Linked DNA regions of Mus musculus: regions 1 and 2 are each linked to region 3. A link is a contact called in public HiChIP or PLAC-seq and promoter capture Hi-C data. All regions are on one chromosome and are shown on one strand. The core of a region is the stretch at or near the end of the contact, and the rest is flanking DNA. Distances in the headings are between cores, read along the strand shown. Region 1 overlaps Gm41908 (a long non-coding RNA gene). Region 2 holds the start of Tex44 (testis expressed 44). Region 3 holds the start of Ecel1 (endothelin converting enzyme-like 1).

What was found. Promoter capture Hi-C pulls out the DNA fragments that hold promoters and counts their contacts. HiChIP or PLAC-seq counts read pairs in DNA pulled down with a chosen protein or histone mark.
Region 1: a contact with region 3 is called in an H3K4me3 HiChIP or PLAC-seq map of embryonic basal ganglia, with 4 times the contacts expected there. The contact joins the enhancer-like site here to the promoter of Ecel1 in region 3. A contact is called at or near these places in 13 of 39 promoter capture datasets (the C10 cell line, the HPC-7 cell line, cranial neural crest and 8 more), 1 of 484 Hi-C or Micro-C datasets (bone marrow-derived macrophages), 10 of 115 datasets of contacts at active chromatin or transcription factors (embryonic basal ganglia, embryonic forebrain, embryonic hindbrain and 5 more) and 3 of 9 other capture datasets (adipose tissue, embryonic stem cells and macrophages).
Region 2: a promoter capture Hi-C map of liver shows a contact between it and region 3, with 3 times the contacts expected there. The contact joins the promoter of Tex44 here to the promoter of Ecel1 in region 3. A contact is called at or near these places in 4 of 39 promoter capture datasets (the 3T3-L1 cell line, hippocampal neurons, liver and 1 more) and 1 of 115 datasets of contacts at active chromatin or transcription factors (stem cell-derived neural progenitor cells).

Annotation. Positions count from the first base shown.
Region 1 is chr1:86,631,356-86,635,580 of GRCm38.p6, forward strand. The region is part of intron 1 of Gm41908 (a long non-coding RNA gene); the gene reads left to right. Among named protein-coding and RNA genes, the nearest start is that of Gm41908, 6.4 kb to the left of the region's middle. Within about 2 kb of position 2,951, at least 56 of the 459 cell types and tissues checked have an H3K27ac peak or open chromatin away from gene starts, as enhancers often do. A contact at or near this core is called in the HPC-7 cell line, embryonic basal ganglia and liver, where this site is marked.
Region 2 is chr1:86,424,289-86,428,330 of GRCm38.p6, forward strand. Tex44 (testis expressed 44) reads left to right here and starts at 2,041. Exons shown (of 1, transcript NM_027966.1): 1 at 2,041-3,761. The coding sequence starts at 2,083. The coding sequence ends at 3,675.
Region 3 is chr1:87,153,307-87,157,671 of GRCm38.p6, forward strand. Ecel1 (endothelin converting enzyme-like 1) reads right to left here and starts at 2,830. Exons shown (of 18, transcript NM_001277925.1): 1 at 2,714-2,830; 2 at 898-1,782; 3 at 212-280; 4 at 1-105. The coding sequence starts at 1,683. The region is part of intron 3 of Gm33292 (a long non-coding RNA gene); the gene reads left to right.

The sequences.
Region 1 (4,225 bases), core at 1,701-4,200, 520 kb before region 3:
AGACCTTACATGTTTGGAACACTGTTACATAAAGAGTATGTCAGAAGAAGGCTCAAGTGACCTTTCAGAGTGAGAGTTGAAGAATATACAGTGTTTTAAAAGATATTCCCTAAAATGGTGTTTGGGAAACCAGTGTCCTGGCTAAGTCTGCTTAGTTGGACATTTGGTAACTGTCTGAGAAAGATGGATGTTCACAGAAAGTCCATTCCTGACTGTGGACGGTCCCGTCTGCCTCTTCTCTGTCCCTCATCCCTGTCTGTGGACGGTCCCATCTGCCTCCTTTCTGTCCCCTCTTGCCCATCCCCCTTCTCAGCACACCCACTCTTATTTTCAGCCTTGGACCCAAGCTCCTTAGAGCCCAGCTCCCCACTGCCTCACAGGGCTCCGTTCTTTCCTCAAGAGCTCCCTCCATGCAGTCCTGTGTTTTTCTAGATTCTTCCACAAAGTCACTTGCCTGTCTGGACTCAACTGGACTCACTGGTCACCGAGGCCCGAGGATCATCTGCACAGGCGTGGGGGTGGTGTTTAGTGTGTGGCACAGCCCTGACTGTCTCCTTTCTTCTTGACCTTCACAGTAATGACCCCACACTCCCCAGACTGAGTGATCTCTGTCACCTAGGTCTCTGCAGGGAGCACCCTCCTCTGTTCTGCCAGGGTGCTTTAGTCCTTCCTACAGGGTGCTTCAGTCCTCCCTACAGTATTCTCTGGTACTCACACGTGTTCATTTGTCTAAGACTTGCCTTTCCTATCCTGGAGGAAGATTCTTTGTCCTTTTTGCTGCTCTGGCCGTAGTTTCTACAGGCTGCATATCTAGCAAGTCCTTCCTGAATGACTGGAATAGACTGTAGTCACATCTCAGAAAACACAAGGCTTTGGGTGGTGGCTGTCCCCTACCTGCCTTCTTCCCAGGCACCCATACCCTGACCTCAGGAGGAGGGTGGATTACAACTCATTGTGTTTTTACAGATGCACTTCAGAATTATTTAGACAACTTTCCTTAAAAGTTCATTGATTTTGTTTGTTTGAATCAGGGTCCCACGTAACCGAGGCTGGTCTCGTGTATAGGAGGGTGACTTTGAACTTCTGATATCCCCCAGTCTTCTGAGTGCTGGGGTTGTGGGTATGTGCCATTTTGTCCCGTTTATTTGGTTCTGGGAATGGGAAGCAGGCTTTCTCATGCTCTGCCAGCACTGACTGAGCTACCTTTCTTATATTTTCCTCAGAACTCCTAAGAGGAAAGCAACCGATTTATCAATGTTTGTCACATGTCCATTCACTTTAATTATTATTTTTCTTGAGATGTCTCACCGTGTTGCCCTGGTTGGCCTCAAAGTTAGGCTCCACCTGCCTCAGCCTTGTGAATGAATGTGGTCACGTGAGTGTGCCACCTTGCTTACCTCAAGAAGTTTTCATTTCACGGAGTGAGATTGGTCTCAGCAAATGGAATCTCCTTCCTGCTCCTCTGGCCCTGACTTGTCTTCAGCTGTTTCTCATTGCACTGGGCGGAGCGGATCCTTTCTTAAATAAACCTTTCATTAGGGAAGACATTCGGGACTGCACAGAATATTTTAAGAACACAACCATGAAAGTGACACATCTCTGCTTCTGGGATGCTGCCAGTGCAGTACTTAGAGGAGATTCATTGCTCCCAGGGCTTACATTAAGGAGGGAAAAAAAGAGAAACCATAAATCAAGCCCATGCCTGGTGAACCTTGTTCCCTTTAAGCTGCAAACCAAGAGAAAGGAGAAAAAGGAAGTAATAAATTTAAACAAAATGGAGGAAGAGAGAGTTGATAAACTTAATCATAGGCACCTGGAGGAAGTGACCTTTGTGCAGAGCGGGGCAGTATGGGACAGGGGTGGGAGGACAGGGTCTGCCAGGCATCCAGGTTCTTCCTTTTGTATATCTGGGGGCAGATGGCTTTGGAGAATGGGGCTTCTGTTGACCCTGTGGCCACCCACTGGCGTGGACTTCAGACTGAAGTTTTTGTCCCAGTCAGTTTCTCAGTCATATTTGGAGAGAGAATAGAATGCTCAAACCCAGGAACGCACCCCAGCACCCCAGCGATGGAGAAGGCAGGGCCGAGCTTGGGAAGAACAGCAAAACCTCCCAATAAGTCTCACAGGGGAGCTTTCAAGTCCTTTATTACCACACTGACTTGATTTTTTTTTTCCCCCTCTCTAGTATTTAGTCAAATTCCTTTTACAATTCTGTGCTGATGGAGAAAAAGGCAAGCCCGTGGTTTTGTTTGCTCTCAGGCCAGAAGAGCACTGGGCTATAGGTGACCAGCGTGGACTCACTGCTTGGGCTGGACCCACAGGGTGTTTGGGGGTTGACTGCTTGTAGGGTTTAATATTATGCTCATTAGAAGGGAAAACTCCCTCCTAGGCAGTGAAAAAAAAATTAATAAGCCATTAGCTAAATTCTAAAAAGGAGCAAATGCAAATTAATACACTCTAGAAGAAGGAATGCACTAATGCAAAATATGTTTTACAAGCAAATGAGAGGACTGGATTCTCAGCAGTCTGCTTGTATGTTTTTGTAACAAAATGGAAATTAATATCTTCCCAGGGGCTCATCATCTATTCCTCTCAAGTCAATGTAATCTGCAGTGATTGTTTTTAATAGAGAAGAAAAAGCGCCCAGCTGCTCTTTTGAGCAAGCCAGCAGGACATCTTGGAGCAGATCTGAGCTCTGCATAGAGTCCCTGGGTGGCCTCTTTGTTTTACTGTAGAAGGAAGGCCAGCTCCTTTTCTCCAGATGAGGGTCAGTGTGGACCAGGCATAGCAGGTGCTAGCCTCCCTGGTGAGCAGAGATCTGGAGCAAGTAGCTCACAGCCCCCTGGAAAAAAACAATGGAGACCCACAGCCTCTTCTCCCTGAGTCCAGGGCCAGGAGACCAGCAGAGTCATCCAGAAGGCCCTGGCCAAAGTCTCTTGGTTGAAAGGACTATGTTGTGCCTGGCTGAAGCTAACGTGTTCTGGTGCATGGCCACCTTGGTGATGTGGGGTTTGGGACAGTCATAGAGGTGACCGGAGACAAGAGAATCCTAGGAGTCTAAAAGAATTCTTGAGTGTGCTCCAGCAGAGGCAGCATCAAAAAGGGCCACAGGCATCCTGCTGTGAGGCTAGGTATAGAGTAGTAACAGCCAGAGAGACAAACTTGTTAGCTCACTCCCACTGTGGGTTTGAAGACCTTGTTAGTGTTATGCTTTCAGATGGGAGGAAGGAACTTCCTGGTGCTAGAACTTGTCGACTTGGTATTAGAACCCCACTGGGGATGCAGTATGGCGCCTTGTATGGTAAGCTGGTATAGCGACTGATGCTTTTTCTCTGCATGAACTTAGCGCTTGGTGTCAACTTCCAGTACTTTGCAAAATCAAAATATCCTGGGCAGCTTTAAGAAAGGACATATTTATCACAAATATAATCGGTGTGAATTTCAAAGCTCTCAGACAAACGGACATCACACACACACACACACACACACACACACACACACACACACAGAGCACGGAATTTTTCAAGAGCCATGCATAGTACATTGCTCATATTCCATTGGCTGGAATTTAATCACATGGCTGCACCTAACAGCAAAGGAAGCTGGGAAATGAAGTCCAACAACACTCAGAGGAAGATGGTTCTTGAAGAGAAAAAGAACTTGTGACTCTAGGGGAGGAAAAAAATCCTTTCCCTTCTACCCTTGTAGCTTCTCTTTGGGATTTAGATTGGCAAGATATGGATTAATGACAGAAAGACAAGCAAGTGATTATTAACAGGTGGACCCTGAACACACAAATGGGTCGCATAGGTGAGTGCTCTTAGACAGTGAAGTCTATGTACTCAACGTAAAGGGAAAAGGGAAGAGAAAGGGCACAGATGGAAAAGCAGGTGGCCTTTTTTTTTTTTTTAATTTATTTCTTTATTAGGTATTTTCCTCGTTTACATTTTCAATGCTATCCCCAAAGTCCCCCATACCCACCCCCCCAATCTCCTACCCACCCACTCCCCCTTTTTGGCCCTGGGGTTCCCCTGTACTGGGACATATGAAGTTTGCAAGTCCAATGGGCCTCTCTTTGCAGTGATGGCTGACTAGGCCATCTTTTGATACATATGCAGCTAGAGACAAGAGCTCCGGGGTACTGGTTAGTTCATATTGTTGTTCCACCTACAGGGTTGCAGTTCCCTTTAGCTCCTTGGGTAATTTCTCTAGCTCCTCCATTGGG
Region 2 (4,042 bases), core at 791-3,290, 730 kb before region 3:
GAATGGGAGACAACACAGGAAGGATAGAGGGGGAAGCCTGTGTTCTGTGATGGAACTACTACAGTGTGACCCAGAGCTGCCATTAGGTTGCATCTACAGGCATGGTAAGTCAGTTACCATACTGGCCAGCATCCCTCCACCACAGACCATTGATTATCTTTTGTTGTTTTTAAAGAAAATTTCTTACTATGTAGTCTTGGCTGTCCCGGAGCTTGTTATGTAGACCAGGCTGGCCTCAAACTCACAGAGCCACCTGCCTCTGTCTCAGGAGTGCTGGGATTAAAAGCTTGCACCACCACCACCTGGCCCAAGAGTATAATTGCATTTCTTCTCTCTCTCTTTCTCTCTCTCTCTCTCTCTCCCTCTCTCTCTCTCTCTCTCTCCCTCCCTCCATCCCTCCCCTCTCCCCTCCTTCCCCCCTCCCCAAAACTGAGTTCTCCATGCTAATGAGGTACCTAGAGGCCTGGAGGACTTAGCCAATAAGCTTCCCTTCCCAGACATTCCTCCCTGCAAAAGGTATTTAACCTCAGGTCCACCCGGAGAAGTGGATACAGTACACATCCATTTTCCACCATGAACAGCCAATAAACTGTTTAGAACTGTGGACTGTCTCTTTCAACAAGAGCCACAGTGGGGAGCCATGGGGAAGGCATTCAACTACAGAGCCGCAGCTTAATTCTCCCATAGAAGGTCTCTCTGTGCTCTCAGCCACAACTGCCACCAAGCCTGCCTCCACCAAGCTAAGGACAATATCACCCCCTGGGACAAGCCGGAGCTCCTCCCCCTTCCCCTCCCCCCACCCCAGGCTAGACACTGTCCCCAGCCCACAGCCCGACTCTGTTTTCTGCTCTGCTGAAACTCCCAGCGGATGTCTAAGAGTCTGAGAACCCCACGGCCCAGGCCTCGTTGCAGGCCCAGGGACCCCTGAACCAACTCCAGCTTTTTCCCACCCGGGAGGTGTCTCAGCCCCGGCAGCAGTCACAGTGGCGGTGGCATGGAATAAAGGCAGTCAAACTCCCAGCGTTCCGCTTCCCCAAGAGGCTGTGCCTAGCAGTGGGGCAGTCATGGACCCACAGCCTTGCCCCTAGGAGAGAAGATATAAACATAGACCCAGTTCTCCCTAGGGATGCTGGGGTCCCTAGGGGCATCATCAGATGGTTGCATCTCCTCTTATCCCCAGGAGCAGGAACTACACCTAACCTGGCAACTAGGGTGAGCACAAACACACAAATAGAACCATCCACTCCAATGCTGGGGATGGAACCAGAGCATGCTGGGCAAGTGCGCTACACTCAGCCAAACCCAGTCCCCGGCTACCTTCTTCATACAGTGGGGTTATCTGGGGACCAAGCTCTTCTTAGGATTGCCCTGGAGTCTGTACCCATTAGTGGTGCCCTGCCCTCCCAGCCCAGATGAGCAGGTAGATTGTCCTGTGTCAAAAGGTTAACTCTAGCACTAAGGATAGCCAGCCTAGATGCCGCCCAGGCCCTGGCCTCCACTATTCCTCCTCATTGCTAGAAAAATTACCAAAGAAAGACCGGCCTGAAAGAAAGAAATTGGGGTCCTGAAGTAGCCCAATAGAATAGAGAGATGGTGGGAGGGATAACCTGGTATAACAAATGTCTGTAATCCTAGCTCTTGAGAGGCTAAGACAGGAAGATCAGAGTGGGAGACCAGCCTCAACTACATAACAAGAGCACTGATCCCCTGTCCCCAAAATAAGTTTAAAACCTACTAATTCAAACTCAGCATTACCTTCCTGTATCATGCCCCAAAGTACAGTTCCCGAAACCACTCACAGCCCTGCGGCTGCATCTGCACCTACCTACGTATCTCCATCTTAAACCAAGACAGTTATTCTTCATTTCCTCTGTACCCACTACTCTGGCTATGCAACACCACCTATAGTCAGCTCGCCAGGACAGCCACTCAGCAGACTCAGGACATTCAGGACCCTTGCTCTACAAGTACCTGTGACATCATCAGCTGCCCACAACCTGCTGTGACCTCACCACCTGGACAACTGAGCCTAGCAGGGCCAAGCCACTCCTTCCCAACCACCATAAGTAGCAGGGGGCATAGATGACCGCTGAGCCCTTGGAAGACCCTGAAGCCAGCAGCAGTTCTACACATGATCTTCCCGAGGCCTCCTCGGACAACACAGCTGATGAAAACTCTGCAGATTTACCCGGAGAGTCCGAAGGACCAGACTCCCTGCCCGATGACGTCCCACCAGGAGACATCGACGAAGTGCTAGCTGAACATGATGTAGATCAAACCTCTGAGGCGAAAGCCATCACCACAGAGCAAAATGAAGAGCAGGACTTCATTCGGACTGATACCTTCATGAGACAAGATGAGGACCTGCTCTCCAAGCAGATTTCCACCATCACGGAGAAAAATGTAGACCAGGCGTACATGCAGATTAACACAGTTTTTGAGCAGGATAAAGACCAGGCCTCCATACAGACTGCCACCTTGATGGGACAAGATGAAGACCAGGCATTTTTGCAGATTGTCACTTCTGTGGGACAGAATAAAGATCAGGCCTCCATACAGACTGCCACCTTGATGGGACAGGATGAAGACCAGGCATCTTTGCAGATTGCCACTTCTGTGGGACAGAATAAAGATCAGCCCTCCATGCAGATGGACACCTCCATAGGGCAAGATGTAGAGCCAGCCATCTCCACAGATACAGCAACTTCTGCAGTCAAAGATGAGAGCCCAGATATTCCACATCAGGGCCAGGACAATCCTGAAGAGACCACATCTTTGCTGCCCCAAGACCCAGGTATCCTGCAAGTGTTTGTGGGTTTCCAGAACCCAGTGTGGGACAGGCTAGCTGAAAACAACCGTACAAGTCGGAGCCGGACGGTTTCCCCGAGTGACTCCCAGACCCAGGAAAAGACACTGGGAAACCCGAATGTTCCAGAAGGGCAGCCAGTATTAGTTCCAAATGCTGACGTGCTATCTAACCTGCCTGAACATGTCCAGACTTCGGTGGGAGCTGCTGACCCACCCCCTTCCGATACCAGTGGTCGCGACCCAGAACCCACGCCTACCACCAACTCGGCCAAGCAGGAAGCTGAAGGGTTCAAGGCCTTGAACCCTGGGAGCAAAGCTAGATCGCCAGGGCTGACCAGTGAGGATTCAGCTGCTGACTCAGGTATCCCACCGGATCCACCTGACCCAGGCTCCCCAGGTGGCAGCCCACCCCACTCTCCAGATTTCTACCAGGTGGCCCTGGGCAGGAACCTTCTGGACCCCAATCTGTATAGACCTGATGTGGAGAACGACTACATGCGCTCCATGACCAGCCTGCTGGGTTGTGGAGAGGGCTCCATCAGCTCCCTCACAGACATCCTGGTGTGGTCAGACACAGCCACACGCATGGGTGTGGCTGTGGGCATTCTGGCCTCGGGCTGCAGCTCTCCAGCTGACCGGCTACAAGACGAGGGTCCCCGCCTGCGGACTGTCGCCAGCCTCTTGCGCAGCGCCAGGTCAGCTTTCTCCTCTGGGGTGATGTCTGGAACTGGCTCAGCCCTGCACTCTGTCACGCACCTGCTGGAGTCTGTGGAGAGACGGACTATGGAAGGCATCCGTTCAGCTATGCGCTACCTGGCCCATCATCTCACCTCACGCTGGGCCCGCACTGGCCCCAGTGGTAACTAGACCAGCAAGCCCCCTACTTCTTCCCCAACCCTGCACTAGGTAACTGTCCCCTGCCTTTCAGTAAATAACCACAAGCGTTTATTTTCTAAGCTCTGCCCTTATCCATGCAGTGGGACAACAGGGTAAAAGGACCGATGGGGCCCACAGGTAAACCGAGGACATGTACCTGCCTGTTGCTCAGCCCCATGCCCAAGCTACCGATTGAGGTTTTGGAAGGTAGGAGAGGGTTTGGGGGTAGAGGGTACAATATCAGGCCTCACAGGAGGGATGCGCACACACTTAGGCTGGCCCTAACAGAACACAGCTGTCACTTAGGCTGTTGTGAAACACAAGTGACATCCCTCCTAAGAATGAGCTTGTGGTCTAA
Region 3 (4,365 bases), core at 1,580-4,079:
CAGCCTCTGTTCCAGCTGAAGGATTTCCTGCGCCTTCTGCTCCACAGCGTCCGCTCCCAGTAGTCTGAGTAGACGCTGCATGAACACCCTGTATGCAGCCAAGATCTGCACCAGGACACGTGCTCCTGTTATGGGGAGGGAGACACCTACCCCCGCGACCCTCCTTCTGGGGCTCTTTCCTTCCCAGAAGCCCCAGCCTCTGCCTAGGCACCTTCTCACTCTCCTCGTCTTGAGCTAGGTACAGGGTTCTCTCTGGCAGGGTGAGCCCATCCTGGTCAATCTGGGGAGGAAAACAGGGACCCCTGGTCAGAAGTGCACGGCCAGTTTTCCAGCGTTCCCTCTCAAATGTCAAAGAAGAGAAGACAGGACGAGTCAAATACGGATCTGTTGTCACAAGCTCCGGGATCATGAAAACCAACCCCTCTCTCAATCCAGAGAAGTTAGCCAAACCCCATTACTCTTAGTTCAGCCTGAAGATGCCCTGGAGAACCCGCCTTTCACTCCTTCCCCAACCGCCTTCACTTTCCCCACCTGTAGGGACACCGTGGGGCGCTATACTGGGAGTTGGGACCTCTGGAATTCTTAGCCAACCCCAGCCTTTCAGGGCGATCGCCTGCGGGCTCCCACTCCCCGAACCCCACCTGCCTGAGGGCTGGGAATTGCGGCTCCCGCAGCTCAGCTAAACACAGCAATTACTCCAGGGAAATTACTTGCGCCCTCCTCCCGCGCTCTGCCCCTGCGCGCGCCCCGCTCCTCCCTGATCCCCTAGCTGTCCGAACCCGTATCCTTCGGACGCGGGATGGAGCAGGGGGCACGCCGGGCCAAGGATGCGGGAGGTCTCAGGTGGGGTGCGAGGATTGTCGTGGGGCGGAAAGGCGGAGGGGGGGGGACACTCACGCGGATGACGTAGCGCGAGGAGTTCCTGTCGTCCAGGCTGACTGTAAGCGAGAAGAGCGCGGCCGCGCTGTACACACCCTGTGCCTTGTACAGCAGTCGGTTGAGGTCCCAGCGAGCCGCCCCGGGGCGATCGGCCGCGCCGCCCAGGTCCCAGCCGCCGCAGTCCTCGATGACCTCGAGCATGGGCCGCGGCCCGAGCCTCTCGATCTCGCGCATGTCGAGGCACGAGCGGAAGAAGGCGCGCACCTTGCGCTGCGCAGCGCCGCCGGGGCCTCCGGTGGGTCTCGCCAGCAGGCGCCGCAGACGCTCCTCGTTCTGCTCTCCGATGGCCGCGATCGTGCCGTAGGTGAGCTTGTCGTCGGGGATAGCGTGGCGCCGCAGCCAGCCTCCGCACGCGAACGAGTAGAAGTCCTGGCACGGGTCGATGCTGGCGTCCAGGTTGGCAGACAGAAAGCGGGCGGCGCGTGCAAAGGCCTTGCGCTCGGGGCAGCCCTCGGGACAGGCTCCGCCACCGCCCGCCGCTCCCGGGCCCAGGTATTTGAGCGCCAGCATGGCCGCCAGGATGGCGCAGAGGCCGGCAGCAAACACCAACCCCGACAGCAGGCACACCTCGCGTCGATTCCAGCGGGGCAGCCCAGACCTGGACCCGCTAGCACTGCGCCCTGAGCCCCTCGGGAAGCCTGGAGGCAGTGAGGTCCCTCGAGCGCCCCCGGTGCCACACCGGCTCACATACTTGACTTCCTGGAACTCGTCGTAGTGCGCTGTCATGGAATACGGGGCCTCCATTGTGCCGAGGCTTTGGCTGCAGACCCCTTGTTTGGTCGATTATAGGCTGCTTCTGTCTGCGGGCTTTCTGGTCGGAGCCCACATGGCCCTCGGTCGCAGCTGTAGGAAGGGAACATTAGCAGGCTCAGAGAGGCCCTGGAAAGTGAGGGGACCCAGAAAACAAAGGGTGGGAGTTAGTTTAAGAAGATGGAGGCCACCTGTGATCCACAACCAAGGATCCCACTTCACTCCGTCAACCAAGAAAGAAGGGTTCAGTTGCCAGCAGCTCTTACTGGAATAGTAGCCTTTAACCTGCCTACCCAGGTCTCCACAAGCTCACCACAGAGTAAGGATGCTCGGACACAAAACCAAAGAGCACCGGGCACAAAGTGGGGGCTTCACTGACAACCTGTTTCCCTTGTCTTTGCCTTTCTTGCCCATCATCCTCTCCAGACAAGCCAGGTGGGGGAGGGGGAAGCAGAGGCCGGAGAAAGGAGGTGTGGTCAGGGGCGCCTCTCTGCGGACCCTGAAGCCTCCTTCAGTTCTCCGAACTAAAAGCGACCAGACACCCAAACTTCGTCCTCGGGGAAGTCTGCAGGACCACTCTCAAGCCACCCTCTGGCTGTTTCTCTTCAATGGCTCCAAAGCCCACAAGTCCCTTCCCCAAGCAGCAGCCCTCTCCATTCCCCATCTTTCCCCCACCCGACTCCCCAACCCCGACGGCCCAGATGGAAAACCAGAGACTGGTTTCATCATTTGCCACCCATCAACGCCCCGGGCCATCCCTGTCGTCAACAGGTTCTCCCCAGAATCCAAAGTTGGGAGAAGTTTCACCCCCTTTGCTGCGCCAGCCCTGAGCTCAATCTCTTGCGTCGCGCGGCGCAGTCAGCGGAGCTTGAGAGCCGAGTCCTGGAGTCGCAGCCGCAGCCGCAGCTGGAGCCAGAGCCGGGAGGACAGAGACAAAGCCGAGAAGCTCGGCTCGGCAGCCGCGGTGGCCTCGGAGGTGGCTGTGATGATGTCCTCGGAGGCGGCGGGCCCGAATGACACTTACCCGGCAGGTGCGCGTCTGGGCCGGGCGAGGACCGAGGGAGGGGTCGGGAGCAAATCCCGGCCTCAGCCGGAGAGGAGCTGGGCTGGCTGCGGCTCTCTTCGTGCGCCCGCCGCCTCTGCCGCCGCGCCGCGCCGCCCGCCAGCCCCGAAGGAGGGGGCGCGCCGGCGGCTCCACCCTCCTTCTCCCGCCCCCTGCACCCCTCCTTCTCTCTGCTTCCCTCTGGGCTACCTGTCAGCTCCAGCAGTGCGGAGGTGGGGATGGCGACCGCGGAGATAACGCTCCTGAGAGTGATGCACCAGCTTCTGGCTCCAGGACTCCGGAGTCCAGATCTGTCCCGGGAGGAGGAAGCACGGTCCCTTCTGATGAGCCACTTGGAGCCACCTACCAGTCTGCGGTAAAGGGACTGAAGCTGGAGATCTGGAGGCCAGAGGGAAGTCTGGGCCGAGCCCACAGAAGCTCAGCCCAGGGAGGACTCCAATGGGCAGGTGAAGAGCCTGTATCTGGACCAGCACTCTGCCAGGCGCCATCAGCACCAAGACTTCTTTGTCCTTTTAACTCCTGCTTGCCCCATCTGGGTTCTGGTTGGTACAAGACCCTTTACCTAGCTCTCCTGGGGAGGTTGCAAGTAGAGGCTGAGGCTGTGGCCTCCTCAACCTTAGGTTTTCCTGACATCATTGGCAGGAAGTCCCAGACCCACATAGAAAGGCCTAGAAAAGGATGGTAGGGTGGGGAGAGGGAGGAATCTTGCTCCACTTCCCTCACGGGACTACACAGGGTGAGTTTGTCCAGTCTTCCACCCATTCCGGTTGGCTGAACTAGCTTTTTAAATGTTGGGGACCTCGCTCCTTCCAAGAGACAGAATCATCTTTACCTCTCCACTGTACCCACAAGGTGAAGCCCACACGTGACAGAGACCTGGGAGCTTTCTGAAGGACTGCTACTGTTTCAGGAATCTGCTTTCTCTGCCTCGACTTACCCATCTCTTCTGGTATCCCCAGCAAAGGACCACACAGCCCCAGCAATCCCAACCTTGTGGCTCCAGCCTGCAGCCCTGGCCTAAGCAATGTTTCAGACATTGGTGAAGACCGATGTGATAGAACCCATGTTGAGGTGGGACTGCGGAGAGCGACCACCATCCCGTCGCCATCCCCTCCGGATGTTCTTCATCGTCAGCTACCCAGTCACTAGCCTTTAGTGGCCACCTCTACCACTTTCCTGCCTGTCCAGTCTGTCCATTTCTAAGTCCCACTCACAGGACTGTCTTTCATTCTGACCATCCTAAGGTCCTCTCCTGCCCCATGCATTCTTCTCAGGTCCAATTAATTCTACTGAGGAGCGATGGAATTACGCAAAAATGCCGTGTTTCCGTGAGGGGGGAGGGGAGGGCAGGGCGGTGGCAGAGTGGCTCTTTGTGCTTTTAATCTGCATTTTCCCCTCAACATTCCATCTCCTGGAGGATAATTTTCCAGCCTTTTCAGGCCCTGATTGGTATCATTTCTCCGGCAATGACAGCTTTTATTTTCCCCGAAATGAATGCCGTGAAATTTCCAAGAAATATAAAAATGGATATTGTCTCAAGGAGCCGACTACTCCGACAGCAAGGCACAGAGGCAAACCTGCTTCCCCGGGGACTTTCCTCTGCATCCACAGGA